Regions from separate parts of the Rattus norvegicus genome. Here region 2 is linked to region 1. Evidence: chromatin contacts called from public Hi-C data. All regions are on one chromosome and are shown on one strand. Each heading gives the region's core, a stretch centred on a gene start, on an enhancer-like site or on the middle of the called end of the contact. The rest is flanking DNA. Distances are from core to core; before and after follow the strand shown.

Region 1 (5,440 bases), core at 726-3,225:
AGAAAAACTTCAGGGCCCAAGCTAATCACAGACCAGCTCCAAACATCTGCAGTCCTTCGCAGTCCCGCGCAGCCTGCCGCTTTTCACAATCTCACTGGAACTTCTGGTCCGGAACAGCACCTAAGTGGCAGTGGGCGGCACCGTTTCTTCCGCCGTTAGACTGAGCGGATTCCACACCGGTTCTCAGAGTGGTGTGCACTCCTCAGTCAGCCTGAGTGGATCACAAAGTCAGACCCAACGAGTTTCTTAAAATTAGTGTTGGGTCCTTCCGAGAGAAAGTTGTCTGACAATCTTGCCTGACCCTAGATCCTCCTCATGTGTCACTGGGATTGTCCCTTGCCCAAGCTGTCGGGTCCCCCACCCCAACCCACCCCCAGATAAGTGCTAAGAGTAGGAGGATGGAGCTTTACAACAGTCCCTCGGCCTTTCAAGGAGCTGCGCAAACTTCGTAAAGCGGTAGAAGGGTGGGGGGTTTTTTTTGTTTTGTTTTGTTTTTTGCTTTTTAAAAAGCAGTATCTGATTATTGAAGATGATGTAGAAAAGTGAGAAGAAAAGAATCTATAGACTCATTTAATAACCAGTGTTTCTGGGGGGAAGAGGAAAAGCTATCAAAACATTTTTCATTGTAAAATAATGCCGTGCAAAACTTCCTGGGGACGGGGTAAGGAACTAACGATTTTTAAGCAACCAATTGCTTTCATTTCATAAAGTCAAAATCAACAGTGTTCAGTTTACAGGAATACCAAGAGCTCTACTACAGTCCCTTCAGACGTTACACTATGTAGGGTAACCTGATGACGCCGGCTTAGCGAACAAGGTCGGCGGTACACTGGCTCTCCTGTTGAGAGAATTGTATGAACTGCCTCCTCGGACTCAAATGCCCAGCCAGGGCTGTGCTGGAGAGCCTTTCGCTGGATCCCAGCCAGCCCTGGCAGCCCAGTCAGCCCGTGAACTGCGTATGTGAATCCACGGAGAGTCATCCCTTAAACCGCAAGGACTGCCGTGGACCAGGCTTTGCTCTAGCCTGGGACCCAGCAGCAAAGAAAACGCACTATCCCCTTAGTTGTAGAGAAACAGAAAACGGAGTAAATGAAGTATTTGGTGTTAGAAGTAGTCGGTGCCAGGAGAAGAGGGGTGGACTGAAGGGCTGGGGTGAGTGTGCTGGTTTGGTTCGGTTTATTCTATGAGCGTGGTGTTTTGCCTTTAAGTGTGTGTGTGCTTCCAATTTGTATAGGGGCCCACGGAAGCTAGAAAAGGGCGCTGGATCTTCTGAAACTCGAGTTACCGGTGGTTGTGAGACACCACGTGGGTGCTGACAATTGACCCCCGGGGTCCTCTGCAAGAGCCACCGTCAGCTCTTAAGAGCTGAGCCATCACCCCAGCCCCTGTTTGGTTTCGAACCAGAGTCTCACGCAGTACAGATTGGCCTCATGCTTGATGGGTAGCTGAGAATCACCTAGTCGGGCTGCCTACGACTCCAGAGTGCTGTGATCAGAGACTCGGGCTTCCAAGCAAGGCTTTATGCAGTGATTCTGGCCAAAGCCTGGGCTTTCTAATCGCTGGGCAAGTACTTTATCAATTGAGTTGCATCCCCAGACCCATCAGTTGTGAAAGGGAGGCGAGGGCACTGGCTGTGTTTTCTCCACAGTGCGGCAGCTCAGGAGGAGACTGGGGAGAACAGAGTTAGGGGTTAGGACGGAGTACATAAGGCCTTAGGGGGACTTTATTGTAACTTCAGGGAATGTGGGGGCGGCTGATAGGGTCACTCAACTTTGAAATTACCACTTACTCATCATGATTCTACTCCCTTCCATCTACACAAAACCGGGGCACCGTTAAGTTCTTTGACTCGTGGGCCTGGTCCAGCAAGCTCTTGCCTTCCTGTGGGCACACTTCTGGAGATGGCAGATTGTTCCCAGACTATTTTTAAACCGCCCAGGTTGCTAGGTTCCACTTCCTAGAAAGACTTCGAACATTTCCTCATTCTGTTAATATTTGCACTGTACTCTGGGTAATTTTCTGAGCAGACGTGGAATGACACATCGTCAGCAGGGTCTATAAATAACTAAAAGCTTATATGATACTTGACTGACCCTGGGTTTTTTTCTCTCAATCCCTTCCCACGTTCCCCAATAACAAGCCTGTTAGTAGTTTCCATTTTTATTGCCCCTACTGTTCAATAAGGCATTGAGGCATAAATCATGTTAACACAGGAGACTACCTGGTTTGGTAACGGAATCTCACAGAAACTCAGGTCTTTGGATCCAAAGTTCCCACTCCTCCCCTTCAGAATCAAGAGAGCATAGAAAAAAAATGTCCCCCCACATCATCATGTGAACTAGAAAAGCTTTTGAATCTAGAGAAGGGTATGATGTAGATTGCCCCCACATCCCTCGGTAAGTAAAAACAAACCTCTGTGTGCACTTCTCTGCATTTCTGCACACACTGGCCACACTTTTCCACTGTTGGGCTGGCTGATAACCAGAGATGAAATCCCATACATGTTCAGTGCCAGGATTCAGCTATAATCCCCAGAAAGGCTCTCTAGACCATAAACCTGCTTTAAGAACCACCGACTGGTTTCAAATGATCTCTCCATCCGTCTTCAGGAGGCACAACGCTGTAAAGGGCATCCCGTTCGTGTAAACTTGAGCACTATTCCAGGCTGAGCCACCTTCTTTTTCTCAAAGACAGCGAAGGAAATCTGTCATACGTTCCATGGACTGTCTCTTGGCATCCGGTTTTGATATTCGGATAATATCACAGCCTGGCCGTTAGCAGTCGTTCCCACCGTTTCACAGTGAGCAGGATGCTGTGGGTTCTATATAAAGGCCAGCATCCTGTCTCTGGACTCCCAATCATCTCTTTCCAGAGCAGGCCACCTCTGTGTTTGGAAAGGCTTTCTGTCCACCAGAATGGAATGACATGCGCTTCGCCCCCTCAGAGACACAGAGGTAGAGAGGGAGTTCTGCTGTATCTTGAGTAACTTCTTTTGTTTTCGTCTACATTTCTTTTTTTTTTTTTTTCCGGAGCTGGGGACCGAACCCAGGGCCTTGCGCTCGCTAGGCAAGCGCTCTACCGCTGAGCTAAATCCCCAACCCCTTCGTTACATTTCTTCCGTAGTTCCCATGATCACAGACTCTCCTAGGCATCAGGGCAGGGTTCCCAAACCACAGGCAGGTCCGCTTACCCACCCTTTGTTATCCTCACCGTGCCTTTTACAAGTCCCACAAAAAGTATGCCAAAGGGATACTTCACTGTGCAAGCCCAAAGACCTGACTTCAATCCCCAGAACCCATGCTTTTTTTTTTTTTAAATAAATGGGCATCATGTTGCACACTTGTAATCCTAGTGCAGGGCATGGAGGTGGGGGAGGGGGGAGAGGGAGGTGGTGGAGACAGGAGGACCCCTGAGCTCCGTGGCTAGTCAGCTTAGTTAGCAATCTCCAAACCACAGAGGGATCCTGTTTCAAAATGAAGTAGACAGCTCTTGAGAGATCTTTGAGGTTGCCCTCTGGTTTTCACATGCCTGAGCATGCCGTGTGTGTGTGTGTGTGTGTGTGTGTGTGTGTGTGTGTGTGTGTGCGCGCGCGCACGTGCCCGTGCACACACGCACACACTATCATGTGACACTATTCATGGGAAGCTGTGAATAAATGTCTGCTTGCCCCAGATAGGGAACTAACCACAAATGACAGTACAGATAGCACTCAATGCACCCACGTGGCTGGCTCCTAATCACCTGTAACTCCAGTTCCGAGGGATCTGGCGCCCTCTTCTGGCGCTCTCAGGAACTGTTCACTCAAGCGCGCAGACATCCCCGCAAGCAAAAACCCATACACAGAAAAATGAATACTTTTTTTTTATGAGGCCCCATCCCCGTTCTTGTCAGTGGTGCCTTAATTTTATCCCATAGATTTCCCAGCCCCCAGCCACCCTTCAAACTATCCATTCGGAATTCTCAACCAGACAAAGGTTACTACCACAGTCATCGCACTTACAGGATGCCAATAACTCCCGGGAGGGCCAACGTGTGCTAATTCATTCCACGCTCTCAGCGACTTTAGGATTTTTATTAGTACGGCTATTATTATCATTGGCCATTATTATCCCATTTTGCAACTAGGGCGAGGTTAAGTTTCCAATGGGTCACAGTACTGGCAAGCGAGTGACAGAATATAGTGTTGGTTTGGTTTGGTCTCCATGTGTAGCTTTGGTTGTCCTGGAGCTCCCTCTGCTCAAAGTCGCCGTTCTCCACCTGCCCCTGCCTTCCAAGTGCTGGCCTTAAAGGCGTGCGCTGCCACTGCCTGGCTCAGAATCGGATCTTTACTTCTCCAGGCTTGTTCGGCGGTTGTCCACATGCCTTCCTTCTCTTCCCCTTCCCCATCCCCCCTTCTTCCTTCTCCCCTACTCCTCTCCTCTTCCAGCCCCTGCGTTATGGAGAAACCTCCAACAGAGACAAAACCAGACAGAACTGTATAACGAATCCTTACATAATCAAGTGGACAGTTATCCACTTGTAGACAACCTGATTTCATTTATGCCCCATCCCATCCTTGCCTGTTTGCATAGGATTTTGAAACCAATCAGGCACTTCCCCCCCCCCCCAAGATGCTTCCTTGTTTATTTTTAAAGGATGGAGATTTCTTTTTTTTTTTTTATCTACATCTATTTGTTTACTTTTGTACTGATTCAGAGACCGGATGACTGGCCATCTGGAACCTAGATTGGCCTAGAATTTCCTATGTGGTCTAGGCTATCCTTGAGCTTGTAGCAATCCACCTGCATCAGTCCTAGGATTATAGGAATCCGACATCTGGTTAATGTGAAACTCTAATATATTCGGTATATGTGATATATAAAATATATGTGACATATTTGTGATATATGTGATATATGCATATACAGATACAGATATAGATACAGATACAGATACAGATACAGATACAGATACAGATACAGATACAGATACAGATACAGATACAGATACAGATACAGATACAGCCATTGGTTTGGGGGCTGGTGAGAGTGGCTTGCTACCAAACCCAAGGACCTGAGTCCAACTTCTAGTGTCCAATGTGGAGTCCATTCCACATGGTGGAAGACCAATTACCTTGAGTTGTCTTCTGAATGACACAGAAATAGTACCTCCACACTCACATATATACAAACCATAAATAAGTCACTGGTTTGAGTGGCTGCAATTTCCTACACTCTCCCCGTGATGTCCAGTGTTAATTGCTAACTTGACAACATCCTGACTCACCTGGGAGATGGCCCCTTGGGCATGCCATAGGCATCAGTCTATTGTATTTGGGGTGGGAAAACCTGCCCGATGGGGTTGGCTCCTTGCTTGCCTTGGACACTGGACTATGTAGATGGACACGGGGTTGAGCACCATCATGATCACGCCCTCTCTAATTCCTGATTGTGGGTGTGAG
Region 2 (5,285 bases), core at 927-3,426, 53 kb after region 1:
CCCATCATTTCTAGCTGCTTGAAGTCATAAGTACTTTAAAAAAAAAATCTATTTCAGTCTAAGTAGTCAGGCTTTATCCTGCCTGCCCTATCTGGTGCTGTCCCAGGCCTAGTGTGTGCTAGACAAGTGTGGCCCAGCCTCTGCCTCCTGTGTTGGGTGTTTCACCTTTGGAGTATGAAAGAAGGGTTAAAGAGTAGAACCAAGAAACCGGAGAGCAATATATTATTCCAGTGGTTAGTAATATCGTTTGGAGCCAGGGTTGGCTAAACAGCACACGTCAGACTGGCTTGTCCTTACACACGTGGCACTTGGCTTGAGGGTGCTTTTAGGTCATTTTCCACAGAGATCCTGTGCACAGTCCTGAGCCCCAACTGCCTTAACTCCTCCTTTCCTTCCTCAGAAGGGTCTCTTGGGAGGGGGCCATCTCAGGCTGACTTGCCCTTCCATGGTATCTAGTGTTACACAGTGCTCCCTCCCGGAAGGTACTTGGTAATTAAGGAGGTCAATCCCTTTCCTTTAGATTGATCTTAAGTAAGAATCAGCCCCTCCCCGAGATGTGCTTTCTAAATTCTAAAGAACTGAGCTAGGGAGATGGGTCTGTGGCCAGTGATCTCAGAGTTCCCAGTGCGATAGCTATTGAGAGTCTCTACCTCAAAGAAGACACGGACTGAGCCAAGGTTATCCTCTGCTCTCCCTGTGTACACCATAGTATGCTCCCCCCCTCACACTCGAATATGTACATACATACTGTCTTAGTTCTGGTTTAATTGCTGTGAAGAGACACCATGACCAAGGCAACTCTTATAAGGGACAACATTTCATTGGGGCTGGCTTACAAGTTCAGAGTAGAGTCCATTATCATCAAGGCAGGAAGCATGGCGGCATCCAGGCAGACATAATGCTGGAGAAGGAGCTGAGGGTTCTAGCATCTTGATCTGAAGGCAATCAGGTGAAGACTGACTCTTATACTTTGGCAAGTTGAGTGACAGTACCCAGAGCATCCCAAGAGTCCCCAGGAATCTGTATTTTCTATTCTCACTGCCTCCCTTATTAGATGGAAGCTCACAGAAGCTAAGGCCTGCACCTGTCAATCTTTCACAGATGCCTATAGTCGGTAGCACATGAAAACGCTTCTCGGTCTTTCCCCAATGGCTTTGGGCTTCTGCTGAGATAGAGATGATCTTTTAGTTTCTCTGCCTCCCCTTTGAAGCGGCAGCACTCATACCCCCTCTGTCTTTCTTAGTCAGCATTCTATCACTCTGAAGAAACACCGTGCCCGTGGCAACACTTACAAAGGAAAGCATTCAATTGGGGCTTGCTTACAGTTTCAGAGGGTTAGTCCAGCGCTGTCATGATGGGGAGAATAGGAGTGCACAGGCAGACACGGTGCTGGAGACGGAGCTGCGAGTTCTACCTCTGGATCCACAGGCAGCAAGAAGAGAGCAAGAGCAAGCCACTAGGCTGGGCTTGGGCCTCTGAAACCTCAAAGCCCAGCCTGAATGACACTTTCTCCAACAAGGCCACGCCTCCTAACCCCTCACAGGTATTGCTACTCCCTAATGATTGAGCATTTGGATATATGAGCCTATGTGGGCCCTTCTCAAACTATCACACCCTCCAATCTTTGTCCTGACCACTTCTTTCTTATCTTTCCTACCAGATACCACACAGATAGGCCTTTCTATTTGCTCACTGTAGTGTCAAGGAGAAAGTGGTTGTAAGGTTGGCACATCCCTGTCCCATAAGCTTTCTTTCCGTGCCTCATCTTGCACCTTCCAAACTGACCCAGGATCGAGAAGACCTGATAAATCCTGACAAGGTAAGAAAGAGATTTCGCAGACCAAGGCTGAAGGGCATTTCTGTGGAAACATCATCCTCACTGTTCACTAGAAAGCCAGAGTGGGTCTCACTCTTCTCTGAGACCTTGAGGAGCACGAGGCCGTGAGATGCCATCAAGTACTGTATGATTCTGTCACGACTGGCATGCATGCACGCATCTTGGAGCCTGGGCTCGGGTGATGAATGACCGCTGAGTCAGTAAGCAATATTAAGAGGTGGCTGCCTTTTCCAACAAGCCACTGGAGAATGAAATCGGAATGCTCACTACCAGTCACCGGCTGCAGGGCCAGCACACTGGCAGCTGGCCACAGCTATCAGATTTAACTGAAGGAAATGCCCGAGACCGATAAGGATAGTTCATTGCTTCAGGGCAGAAAAGAAAGCTGCCTTGTGGGTAGGCTTGGTGGTGGTGAGCCTCTGGCCAACAGCCACTATTCTGTCCAGTATACATAGCCCAGATACACCAGTAGGGGGCCTTGGGCATACTGTCTGTCATTTAGGGGTTTCGCTTTGTGTCAACAGGCTTTCAACATATTCAGGACAAACCATTGTAAAGACCATTTCTCTAAATATTGTTTCCAAGGGCCCCTGGGAGTGTGGCTTTTTAATATCCTATTGGGACACAAGCACAGCATGTTTATTAAGATTAATTTAGCCAGGTATTGTGCACGCCTGCAGTCCCAGAGCCTGGTAGGAAGACTAAGCCCAAGGTCAGTCTAGTCTGCAAAGCAGTTGAGGCCAGCCAGGACAATGTATTGCAAGACCCTGTCTCGAAAGCAAATACTAAACTACCAATTTAAAGGCAGGCAGGCTGGCACATACCCTTGACCCAAGCTCTTAGGTGGCAGAGGCTAGATTGCCATTCGAAGCAAGCCTAGGCTAAAAAGCCAGTAACAGGTCAGCCAGAGCTATATAAAAAACATCCTGTCTCAAAACCAAATTATATATAGTTTTGTTTGTATCATGACCTTAACACCGTTGCCAATCACCACATCCGGAGGTGGAGGGAACCCCACATGACAGATGAGAACTGGGCTGAGCTAACGACTGGATATCACCCGGCGTGCTATGCAGAGCTGGACCGAAAGCCATTTGCACCAGTGTTTGACGCCACCAGCGCCACTCTCTTCCACCTGGAGTAAATCTCTGGATGACTTTTACCTGCTGTGGGCTTCCCTCAGCTAACTGCTATCTGTAACTACACACATCTCTTGAGCACACCCCAAGCATGGGTCTGGAAATTGCAACAGAGAGCTTCGTGCAAGAGGAGGCTGTTCACGTGATACCAGTCACCGCTGTTGCCACCATTCTTACTATACTGGGGACACTCACAGACACCAAGACCTCGGTCCCTTCCAAAGCTGAATGCTTTCCCAGGAGAGTAGCCAAAACAGAGGCCTTCCTTCTGGTGCGTCCAGCTTACATAACCTGTTAGGAAATCCCCTTTGTTGTTTTAGACGAAATAAAAACAATGCATACTACCCACAAGAATGGGAGAACCAAAGCGTCTGTCCCTATTCTGGTTCATTAGCTCCCATTACTGCTGTGAACCCACAGACCACAAACAAACAAACAAACAAACAAACAAACCCAGCCAGATATAGTGGCACACACCTTTAATCCTGCTCAGAGGCAGACGCAGGTGGATCTCTGTGAGTCTGAGGCCAGCCTGGTCAGCGAGTTCCAGGACAGTCAGAAATGCACAGTGAGATCCTGTCTCAAAACAAATAAACCAGCAAAGAACAACAACAAAGCAAAAACAAAAACAAACAAACAAACAAAAAACAAGAACAAAACAAAAAGCCCAATTACTACATAATTAAACATTTTGGATAAAAACTAAAGTTGACACGGATTTGGCTTTTCAAAGTAAAAACAAATGGAAGAATTAAGACACAGAAAAAAAAAAAACTTCCCATATACAACACACCAGTGAATCCTATCAGAGACCGTTATGACCAATACTTCTATGCCCTTTATTCAGAAAATATTTGATCATTTGTTTCAAAATGTACATTTAAAAAAATCCATACAAAACTGTAGCTTGTTTCTAAAACCAGACAGAAACAGTGGGAAAAGGACCAATAAAAATTTCACCAAAAGTAAAAAGACGCCCCTCCCCCCAGCCCTTTAATAAGAAAGCATAAATACGGTAGGTACGAATTTTCCTTGAGTTCCTTGCTGAATTTGGTCCATCACATGAACAGGTGACTGCAGAAACAGTCAATGTGTCCACATTTGCGTTGTGAGTCACGCAGGGGCACCAGCTCCAACGCTCATCCTTTCGGTGCTTGACAAACAGAGTAACCGAAAAGTGAGGTTTAATCACACATGAATCTGTACCCCAAAGAATGTCGGCACTCACCACCACAGCCAGATCCCATTGTGGGGGAGCAGGGCTCACCACTGTGACCACTGTGGCTGATTCTTGGAAACATGGCCCATCCTTTGCACAGGAACAAGAAACCCTGGAATGCCTTTGGTGGTGACGGTGATGTCAGCGACTCCAGACTGATCTTATTCCCAGACATCGACACTGTCCCAGTCTGAGGATGGTTTTTTTTTTTTTCTCTTCAACACATTTTTTATTTTATTTTTGAAAACAATGTAAAGATTTCTTAGACGATAGGGCACATTCTATAAGATTGCCACAGAAACCCACCCAAGACCATGAGAATGACAGCTAACAACGAAGGGACTGACGCTTCTGTAAGGGATGATGACACCTCCCGTAGGTCCCCTCTCTCCTGTTACTGCAGGATGCGGTAAGAGACAAAGGCCTGTGGAAAAGACCACTGGGAGGGTTATTGCACAACCCGGAATAGCGGGATATCAGGAATGGGCAGGCAGGCAAGGCAAGGGTCAGGGAGGTGGGTTGGTGCGGAACTAGGAACACGAGATAACCCTGACAGGAATCCAGGAGCTCTGCAGCTACCAGACCATAGGCACTGCCAAACAGGTTACCAATGAGCTAAGACTTGAAACCAGCGAGTACAAGTAAATACATTCCTCACACAAACTTTGGGCTACAGGGAAGTAAAACAGATGGGGAAGAGGGTGCTGTTTCTAATCTGGGGTGGGAATGAGGAAACCGAAAAAGCAGGGCTCACCACATAGGGCCAGAGGTACACAGGGGTGACCCTTCTTCCCAACCCCCAAGCTTCCCTTATGAAATAGGAAGCATGGGTGCCTGCAGCTGGGCCACCTCGAGAGTTTCCATAGCCACCCGGTCAAGCCAGAAGGCAACAGACAAGGGGAACTTAGAATAAACCAGAGAGTACACAAGGTCTTACATTATGTGCGAGGGAGAAGAGGGTCAGAACAAATGAGACAAAACTGTCAACCCATGTCCCTTTCCCCTGGATCTGTGTTGAGGTATGGTGTCATTGCCTGTGTATGCCAGTCAGCCCTAGAGCCCTGGCAGTTGGGGGGCCCAGCCATACAGT

The links. Hi-C and Micro-C count contacts between places; a contact is called where the count stands out from the background.
Region 2: a contact with region 1 is called in a Hi-C map of the A7r5 cell line, with 4 times the contacts expected there. The contact joins two enhancer-like sites. A contact is called at or near these places in 4 of 12 Hi-C or Micro-C datasets (the A7r5 cell line, Schwann cells, liver and 1 more).

The regions. Positions count from the first base shown.
Region 1 is chr9:30,859,321-30,864,760 of GRCr8, forward strand. The region is part of intron 2 of LOC102549795 (a long non-coding RNA gene); the gene reads right to left. Among named protein-coding and RNA genes, the nearest start is that of Efhc1, 10 kb to the right of the region's middle. Within about 2 kb of position 1,976, at least 7 of the 93 cell types and tissues checked have an H3K27ac peak or open chromatin away from gene starts, as enhancers often do. A contact at or near this core is called in the A7r5 cell line, where this site is marked.
Region 2 is chr9:30,911,830-30,917,114 of GRCr8, forward strand. It overlaps Tram2 (translocation associated membrane protein 2), which reads right to left. Exons shown (of 11, transcript NM_001399412.1): 11 at 3,795-5,285. Among named protein-coding and RNA genes, the nearest start is that of Efhc1, 42 kb to the left of the region's middle. Within about 2 kb of position 2,177, at least 15 of the 93 cell types and tissues checked have an H3K27ac peak or open chromatin away from gene starts, as enhancers often do. A contact at or near this core is called in the A7r5 cell line, where this site is marked.